3 separate regions of the Zea mays genome follow, and all the other regions are linked to region 3. Evidence: chromatin contacts called from public Hi-C data. All regions are on one chromosome and are shown on one strand. The core of a region is the stretch at or near the end of the contact, and the rest is flanking DNA. Distances in the headings are between cores, read along the strand shown. Region 1 holds the start of LOC103650536. Region 2 has its middle 45 kb from the start of LOC103652175. Region 3 holds the start of LOC100273435 (Diaminopimelate epimerase chloroplastic).

Region 1 (2,892 bases), core at 66-2,565, 230 kb before region 3:
CCAACAACAACAACACGCAGCGCTTGCTCTATAGCCGGCCAGAGCGCGCAAGAAAAAAAAGCATGAACCCATGGACACATACTGATCGTACTCTTTGACGTACGTATACGGTATACGTAACTTTAATTCAAATAACAAATAACAGCAGCAAGTTTAAAAGAGAGAGAAAAAAATAAAAGAGGGTACATATATAGCATGATGCGTGGATGATTATTCTGAATGGAATTGGAGGTTTGTGCTTCCCTTGAGTTGGTTGGTCTCGACGATGTGGTTGCTGTGAATAATAATAAGGAATATAATGCGACAGACGAGACGACACAGTAGTACGTAGTAAATAGTAATAATGGGCATGGCCCGGTGGGTAGGTAGGTACGCCGTGCACGTACGGCTGCTGGATGCATCCCATATGGATCGTCCGCGATGATCAGTTCTTGGCGGCCAGCGCCTCGGCGTGCACCACCGCCGGATCGGCCGAGCTCACCTCCTTGTCGGCCTTCTCCTCGGCCTTGCTCTCTGCTTCCTCAGGGGCTGGAGCGGCAGCGGGGGCGTCGCCGTCTTTCTCGGCCGCCGCTTCCTGCTCCGGGTTCTTGTCCCCCTCCCCCTCCTCCTTCTCCACCTCCTCCTCCTCCTCCGCGTCCCTGGGAACGACACCGCCGGCTCCGGGCGGCGCCGGCTCCTCGGCCTCGAAGGCCTCGACGGGGAAGCTGCGGGACAGGCCGCCGATGGCCTTGCAGTGGAGCTTACCCGTGGGCGGGTCGTCGACGCAGATCTCGTGGAGGGTGACCCACAGCAGCATCTCCTTGGCCTTGACGCCCGTGATCTTCTTGAGCCGGCCCTTGTCGGCCACCGCCGACACCTCGGCGCCGTAGGACACGTGGCGGCCGGCCTTGGCGAAGTAGTGGTCCACCTTGCGGCGCTGCCGGAGCCACACGAAGCCCGTCTCCTCCACGTAGCCGCACTCGATGATGTCCCGCAGCGGGAGCAGCCCGCTCGGGAGGCCCGTCTCCTGGAGGAGCAGCCGCGTCTTCTCCTGCCCCGCCGCGTCGCCCACGTACACCTCCGCCTTGGCGCGCACCTCGTCCGGGATCGTCAGCGTCATCGTCTAGCTTTGCTGCTTCGGTTCGGAGGGTTGGGAGGGGAAGGCGAGTGTTGCGTTGCGTGTTTGGACTGCTTTGGCACAAGCACAATGTGCGTGGGCTTATATAGAGAGAGGGTGGTGTTAGTAGAAACAAACCGAGTGTGTGTCCCTTGGCTACTTCACTGGATTTGCATTTTTCTTTAAATTTGATTGGAGGACGAAATTAAAGGCGGGCAGGCGAAGCAACAGCAGAGTAGGAGGGGGTGTGGTTGGGGGTTGCGATATATGAATTCATGCTTGTGAGTGATGTATACGTATACGAGCATGTATAATGATGGGTTTGTATGGCATTTTTTTTTATGTGGAGCAGATAGACATTAAAAAGTAGGAAGTGGGTTCTCATGCAATAGCTAGGTATTACACGAACTTCAAGACAAAAGAATGAAAGAGAAAAAGACAAATGATTATCTAAAAATCAACCGATAACCAACTTTATTATATGAGTGTTTATTATTAACTCTATATCTTCTTTGTTGTGGCTTGTTGCGGCTTTAATCTAGTTGCAGCTTAGCTTTTACAGTATTTTGTCCTAATAGATTGTAGTTGTAGTAGTCCGAACAGCTACATCACTTGTTGAGTTAGAGGGCTATTATACTTGAAAGCTATGGTTCTCGGAAAACGCGTCCAAGTCATGCTCTCCCGTTTTAGGATCGAGCCGGAAATCACAGATCCGATTAGTACGTACATCGCCGCAGGTCTGTTGAAAGTCCATGCGTCTGCGAGTCTAGTGGAAGAGTCGAAGACTCGAAGAGATACAAGCTACAAAGTTCTAAGGATCGATAGAAGGGATTTTAATGGCCTAGCATGTTACTATTAGTGAAATATTTAGGAGGACAAAATAAAAGTAGAAAGTCATTTCAACATATAATCTATATATTAACCTCTGTCCAAATTATGTGGGCATCATAACATGGCATGAGGAAATAAAAATAGTAAAAAGAAAAAATATAATGGAAACAACAACAAAAAAAACATCGCATAGATACTATATGAACGACCTAAAATGTACCACAGTGCATACCACCGTAAGTACTTATATAATATTAAAAAAATACATCATAGAATATTTTACATTACTGTAGTACTATACATGTTCATGATATACAGAAACAATAGTCGGTGCTTTATATTATACAGAAGTAATAGTCAGTACGTAGTAGTAGCTGTTTTGCGACCTCATCATGATCAAGTCGGAAGATTGGTGGTCTGCCGACATGGTCACGATCGTATGAGCGACCATACGTCCATACGTCGGGTCAAGAATTTTAGTGGTATTCGAATTTAGCCTCTATATATGGAGATAGACGTCATAGCAGTAGAAGTAGCTGCGCCTGATATAAGGCTAGCTGCAGCGTCATCCGCTACACTCGCGCTCCCCTAGCCCTATAGTCATTTAGAGTGACGCTCACGCTCCAAAGGCGCGTGCTAAACGGCTCCCTACGTGCTACAGCCGTAGGGGAGGACGCGCACGTCCCCCAGATCAAGGGGAGCACTGTAGCGCCCCCTTGCACAGTGCTTCCCTATTTAATAGTTGAACAAAAAAAAAGAAATAAAAGATGAATAGGGTTAGATAATAATATTTTATAGTTGTAGTGGAATATAGGGGATAATATAGGGGGAATCGCTGCGGGAGATGAAAATTTAGGGGGTGAAATGTTGATGATGTGACGCAAAAAAGTAATATAGGGGGAAAATTTAGGAAGCCGCTGCGGATAGCCTAAAAGGAGAAAGAAGTGATTATAAATATAATTTAG
Region 2 (2,734 bases), core at 110-2,609, 140 kb before region 3:
CGCAGCAAAATCAACCCGGAAACCTCCCTACATGCCTACTTCCCTACTGCCCTTGCCCGTATCAGGTAAGGTAGTCATCCACTAGCTTTCCTAGTTAGTCAGCCAAGGACGTCCCATTCCACCCATGTGGTGGCACGTGTTTCTTAAGTTAAGCTCCATGTTCCAATTAAAATAATGACCTTGACATGAATAATAAATAAAATAACAGAATAATTGGAACATGGACATAATGTAATATTAAACCCAAAACCATACAGAGCAATAGCAAAACTACCAAAATGAGATCAATTTTAATACACTTTTCATGTTAAAACGGTGTTATAGAGTTATAGACAGTATTAATACAAAATTATAGGAACTGGAATAGACCAATTTGGACTTAATATGATTTTTCTAGGAATTATACAGGTTTCTGTAATTAATTTCATACTAAAAATTAATTTCCTTAATCATTTATTCATTTTTACTGACTTCTGGACTGCGCGTCAATTACCGAAAAAGACAGGGGCTACTGCGCGATTATTCATAAGACTCAGAATACATCCGCTAGGACTGCAAGTTGATTCGCTAAAAGCCCGAGGGCTCATTTACAATTTGCGCAAGCCAAAGGGGTACGGAGTAACCCTAGCCATCCGATCAAGAGCAGATGACACAGATTAGATCCATGATTCATTGAATCGGTATATCGTGCAGATCCTTGGATTTATATCCAATGGTTCGGATTTTAAACATTCACGATCTAATCGGGACCATCAATCGCAGAACGGACGACCACGGATTGATTCAACCTAAGCGACATGGAAATGAAGAGGAAAGTAGCGCGAATTCATCAAGGGAGTTCTTACCTGCGACGGTGGTGCGACGTGCACTGCCCACGGGATGGGGCGGGGGGCTCTGCGGTGATTTCGCAAGTTCTGCGAGCAATTCGTCCGATGCTGGCGACCAACTCCGGATAGTGCGGCCACGAGAGCCTGCCCCACCACCAAGGGTAGTCCCCAAGCCCCACACCGGGCGCGGTAGACGGTAAGCCGGAACACTCCCGCGGCAGCCCTGTTTCTTACCGCGGCGGCGAGGAATCCTCGAGATTGCGGCAGGGAAAGCGGGAGGATATTGGGGCGAGTGGATTGAGTCGATGGCCGAGTCCTTTATGCACCCCTGGGGTTCGCAGCACGATCTCTAGGCGAGAGTTCGGCTGATCCGTACGAAGCGGAACCCCACGACAGCCATGGAGTTTGTTGCGGAGAGTGGCCCTGGCATGTGGCCCCCACTTGACAGAAACTGAGGCTTAGAAGCTCCAATGGGGACTGGTTAGTGGGTCCTGCGTGACAGCCAGAGGGCCCACGCGCGCAGCGATCCGCTAAGTCCGGGCCCAGACGTCAGGACGCGACTAACGGGTGGTCCCCGCATGTCGGCGCGCCATCCCCCGTGCTGGGTCGAGTGCACGCGGAAGGAGGTCTGGCTGGGCCAAAATGTAAAGTCTGGGCCCATTCAGTGTTTCCCTTTTTCTTTTATATTTTCCTTTCCCTTTCCTTTTCCTTTTAATTTTCAAATTCATCATTTTAAATTCCCGTTCAAATTCAAACTCCTTGGTAAATTTGTTTTCTCATTAAATGTTCATCTTAGACATGGCATGGGTGAATTTATTTATTTTTAGTATTTATTTTGTGATATCTAGTGCCTTGCTTTCTCCCATTTTCTAGAATTCCAATTTAAGTCTAAATTCCAAATTGAACATTAATGTCTTTCTATAAATTTTTATTACTAACATATTCACACACAAATAAAGTCCAGTATGATGCATGCATTATTTTGGGTGTCATTAGTTAATTAATAACTTGTGATGTGATTGTTCACATGTTATAACAAATGGAGACAAACACATATATGTAAATCAACTATATTTTCTTTTTACACTTTTTGGGTATTACAGAACATAATGGAGGTGCCCCCAACTTGAATAGGCACAGAGACTATGCAAGTATGGGTTGATCGTCGTAGCATTCCACATTTGAACAAGATAATATATCAACGATGAGTAGGCGGGTGAAAAGTATCTTGTAATCACTGGATAAATAGGTGATGCTTGTTGTGCCACCTTTTAGGCTGTTTTATTTGGTCGTTTTGTTTTAGCGGGTGACCGAGGTGTTGGGGACTTGTTATCAAATGCTATGAGTTAAGAACAAGGCAACATAGAAAAATGTTAATAGTTAAAGTCCTTCGTCCTTCGAAGCATTATTCCCCTTAGGATATAATGATTTTCGGACGAAGGTTATGAAGGACGTACCTTCATAAATACAATGACGGAGGATGAATTATAAGGAATATAAAGAATAACATAGACAATTGCATATTATTATTAATTTATCTTTGCATTATTATTATGTAGAAACAGAAATAACATCGAATTACAAATGTACCTTCAGCTTGAAGGAGATGAAAGTACAAGCGTGACGCAAAAGCGATTGACAGATCAGCGTGAACAGTACGGGGTACTGTTCACCTATTTATAGGCACAGGACACAGCCCATACAAAATTACATTTATGCCCTTTACATTTGATAATAATTCTATAGTAATCTATCGAGGTCTGAATAGCCTTTTCATCTTTAAGTCGGTTTCATTTTTTGCTACCACGCCGAAGCTTTCTTGCTCACACCTTCGGCGCTGTATCAACCTTCGTATTATTCTGGTCTGCTGTGATACCGACTTGAGTCCGAAGATACCTGTTCACACA
Region 3 (2,748 bases), core at 219-2,718:
ACAAGAAAAGAAAGAAATGCTAATCAAATGTATACGTAGGATGACAGTACGTGATCTCCCTGGGGGCGGGTCGGCGACGTGGAACGGGTGCGGGACGATGGCGCGTGGGCTGATGAGCAGCGCATGTTTTATGGCAGGGGCAAAATTGACCTACAGATATATGTATTTCTTTTTTGTTTTATTAAACACCTAGATGGCATTCCAGCGGGTGCGACATGTTTCATAATGACATTAGGAATAAGCCATTCAAAACGATGACAATATAGCGAAACTCAGTTTTAATGATGACAAAATTCCAAATTTCTGTTGTCCTGGACTTTTTGGCTGCCTCCGTGGTTGAAGTGGTTTCTTGCAAACTTGGGTGCATGCCGGTTGGGGGTAGTCTCTGAATCAGGGAGGTACTCTCTTTCTGTTAATCTTTGTAAGCTTGGGAGTCATTGACAAAATGGCTAGGAAGAAGATTGTTCCTTATGAACCTTTTGTTCGGCCTGGTCTGTTCGGGTTATGAAAATAATAGAAATGAGGTTGGCACGTACCCCTTAGCTCAAGTTTTTGATCAAACCAATCTATTAACATAAACGGTTCATGAGCAAAAAGTGAGTTGTTTGGGTCATAGAGGATTGACGGGGAGCACTACAAGTTTTTAGAGCCGAGATTATAGATGGCCAATAAGCACGAGGCCCGCGAGCCCGACACGAAGCCCGCTGTTTGGGCCTGGTCCGAGCCCGACACGACCCGGTTCTATGCGGGTCCGGGCTGACCCGACACGAATAAGCGGGCCGAGTTCGGACAGGAAACTAGGCACGGTGGGCTAGCCCGGCACGACACGTTTACCTCTAAGCCCGTTAAGCTCGCCTTTTTGCACTAACACGTGCTTACAGGCCCGCTTAGCCTGCTTTTTCGTGCTAAACGGGCCGGACTCGGACAGAAATCGAGCCCGCGGGTTTAGACGGTCCAGCCCGATTTTCTAATCGTGCCTGGCGAGCCAAACCCAAAACGGACCGGATTTTACTGGGCCCGGACCGGACCGGACCGGACCGGGCGGCCCGTTTGGCCATCTCTAGTCGAGATATTCATTCGAGTCGTATTTGTCCAATTGACACGTTCGAAGAAATCAATGTTAGACATAGCGGATCGTTAACTATTCATGCGAGAATTGATCACGTTCGAAGAAAGCAAAAGAAAAAAAAGAGACAACACCAAATAGAGTTGAATATATTATATAATAGCAGCAGGAAATTCTGTCAGGGTATTCAGGAAGAACAGGTTGTTCCAGCTAGACACGGTCAAGAATTTCTGATTATTGCATGGGAACAGATATTCATGTTAGAAGTATTCTTCCTTTCCAATATTTTTCTATTAGAGGTTCTCTCGTTTTTTTTATCGAGCATCTCCTCAGTAAAAAACAAATCGCGCTGTAGGTTCCCTACAGCCTTTCCCCTGAAAAAAAAATTACCCCCCGGACCTCCTCCTCCGATCGGCTTCCTCCTCCCAGTCCCGAACCGCACGCGCTCGATTTCCCGCACCCCCTCTAGCCTCTAGCGGCCATGTCGCCCGCCGCCGCCACCACAACCTTCGTCGCAATCTCCATCGCCGTCCCCAACCCTACCGCTCCATCCCGCGGTCGCGTGCGCCTTCCGCTAGGCGGGGTCCCCGCTGCTCCACGCCGCGCCGTCGCCTCTATGGCAGTGTCCGCCCCCAGGTCCGGCGCCGCCACCTCGTTTCTCGAGCGCCGCGAGTCGGAGCGCGCTCTCCACTTTGTCAAATACCAGGGCCTCGGCAACGACTTCATAATGGTGCGACTGTTTCCGTTTCCCAACTCTCTTCAACTATTCCGCGCCGTGCAGTGTTCATTTGGGTGGTGACCCCACGTCGAGAATTTGTGCAATCCGTGATGTTCTGATTTTTGAAAGCTCTGCTACTGAAGACACTTAAGTTTTGTTTGCTTGTTCATGTTTCGATTCGTAGGTGGACAACAGGGATTCGTCGGTGCCGAAGGTGACGCCCGAGGAGGCTGCGAAGCTGTGCGACCGAAACTTCGGCATTGGCGCCGACGGTGTTATCTTCGTCATGCCGGGGGTCAATGGTGCCGACTACACCATGAGAATCTTCAACTCTGATGGCAGCGAACCAGAGGTGCGTGTGTCTCCACCATTTCATCACTATACTGAATTCTATAGCACGGTTGTAAATGTTATCTTTGAGGCTGTCATAATTCTTATTGGTAGTCATTCTTCTCCGCCACCAAATTGTGCTAAGCTATGCATAGTGCGATGGCACTTGAGGGTTACCGCTTTCCAGTCTCTGTTGCCAAGTCGGTGCAGGTTTACCATGTGAGCTTGTTAATGCAAAAGGAGGGAAAATGTAGTTGTGTAATTGTGACCTGTGAGGTTCTTCAAATACTTGTAGATGCAAACTTCAGCCTTCAAATCAATTTGGTAGCTTGAGCTCTTATAATTTGCCTAGCTACCAGTTAGTATAGATGGGGACATCTACCAATCTAAGCATCATCAGAGTATTTTAGGTCACTTGGTGTATCTTTATTATATCCACTATTTCACAGGCATACCAGATTTATAGTCTGTATACCATACATGTCTCACTCTCTAACATGGACTGGGGCTATATATTTTTAAAATTCTGATCTGTAAGTTTTGTGTATTGAATGGCTGTTAATCAATTGAAGTGTCATCGTGTTTCCAATCCAACAATTTTTTTACTATATTTATATGACCAGCTATGTTCTGG

The links. Hi-C and Micro-C count contacts between places; a contact is called where the count stands out from the background.
Region 1: a contact with region 3 is called in a Hi-C map of tassel, with 2.2 times the contacts expected there. The contact joins the promoter of LOC103650536 here to the promoter of LOC100273435 in region 3. A contact is called at or near these places in 2 of 25 Hi-C or Micro-C datasets (leaf and tassel).
Region 2: a Hi-C map of ear shows a contact between it and region 3, with 3 times the contacts expected there. The contact joins the enhancer-like site here to the promoter of LOC100273435 in region 3. A contact is called at or near these places in 2 of 25 Hi-C or Micro-C datasets (ear and endosperm).

Annotation. Positions count from the first base shown.
Region 1 is chr3:129,038,745-129,041,636 of Zm-B73-REFERENCE-NAM-5.0, reverse strand. It overlaps LOC103650536, which reads right to left and starts at 1,315. Exons shown (of 1, transcript XM_008676111.4): 1 at 83-1,315. The coding sequence starts at 1,099. The coding sequence ends at 425.
Region 2 is chr3:128,941,201-128,943,934 of Zm-B73-REFERENCE-NAM-5.0, reverse strand. No RefSeq gene overlaps it. Among protein-coding and RNA genes, the nearest start is that of LOC103652175, 45 kb to the left of the region's middle. Within about 2 kb of position 1,359, at least 19 of the 20 cell types and tissues checked have an H3K27ac peak or open chromatin away from gene starts, as enhancers often do. A contact at or near this core is called in ear, where this site is marked.
Region 3 is chr3:128,804,256-128,807,003 of Zm-B73-REFERENCE-NAM-5.0, reverse strand. LOC100273435 (Diaminopimelate epimerase chloroplastic) reads left to right here and starts at 1,468. Exons shown (of 10, transcript NM_001147872.1): 1 at 1,468-1,796; 2 at 1,969-2,136. The coding sequence starts at 1,548.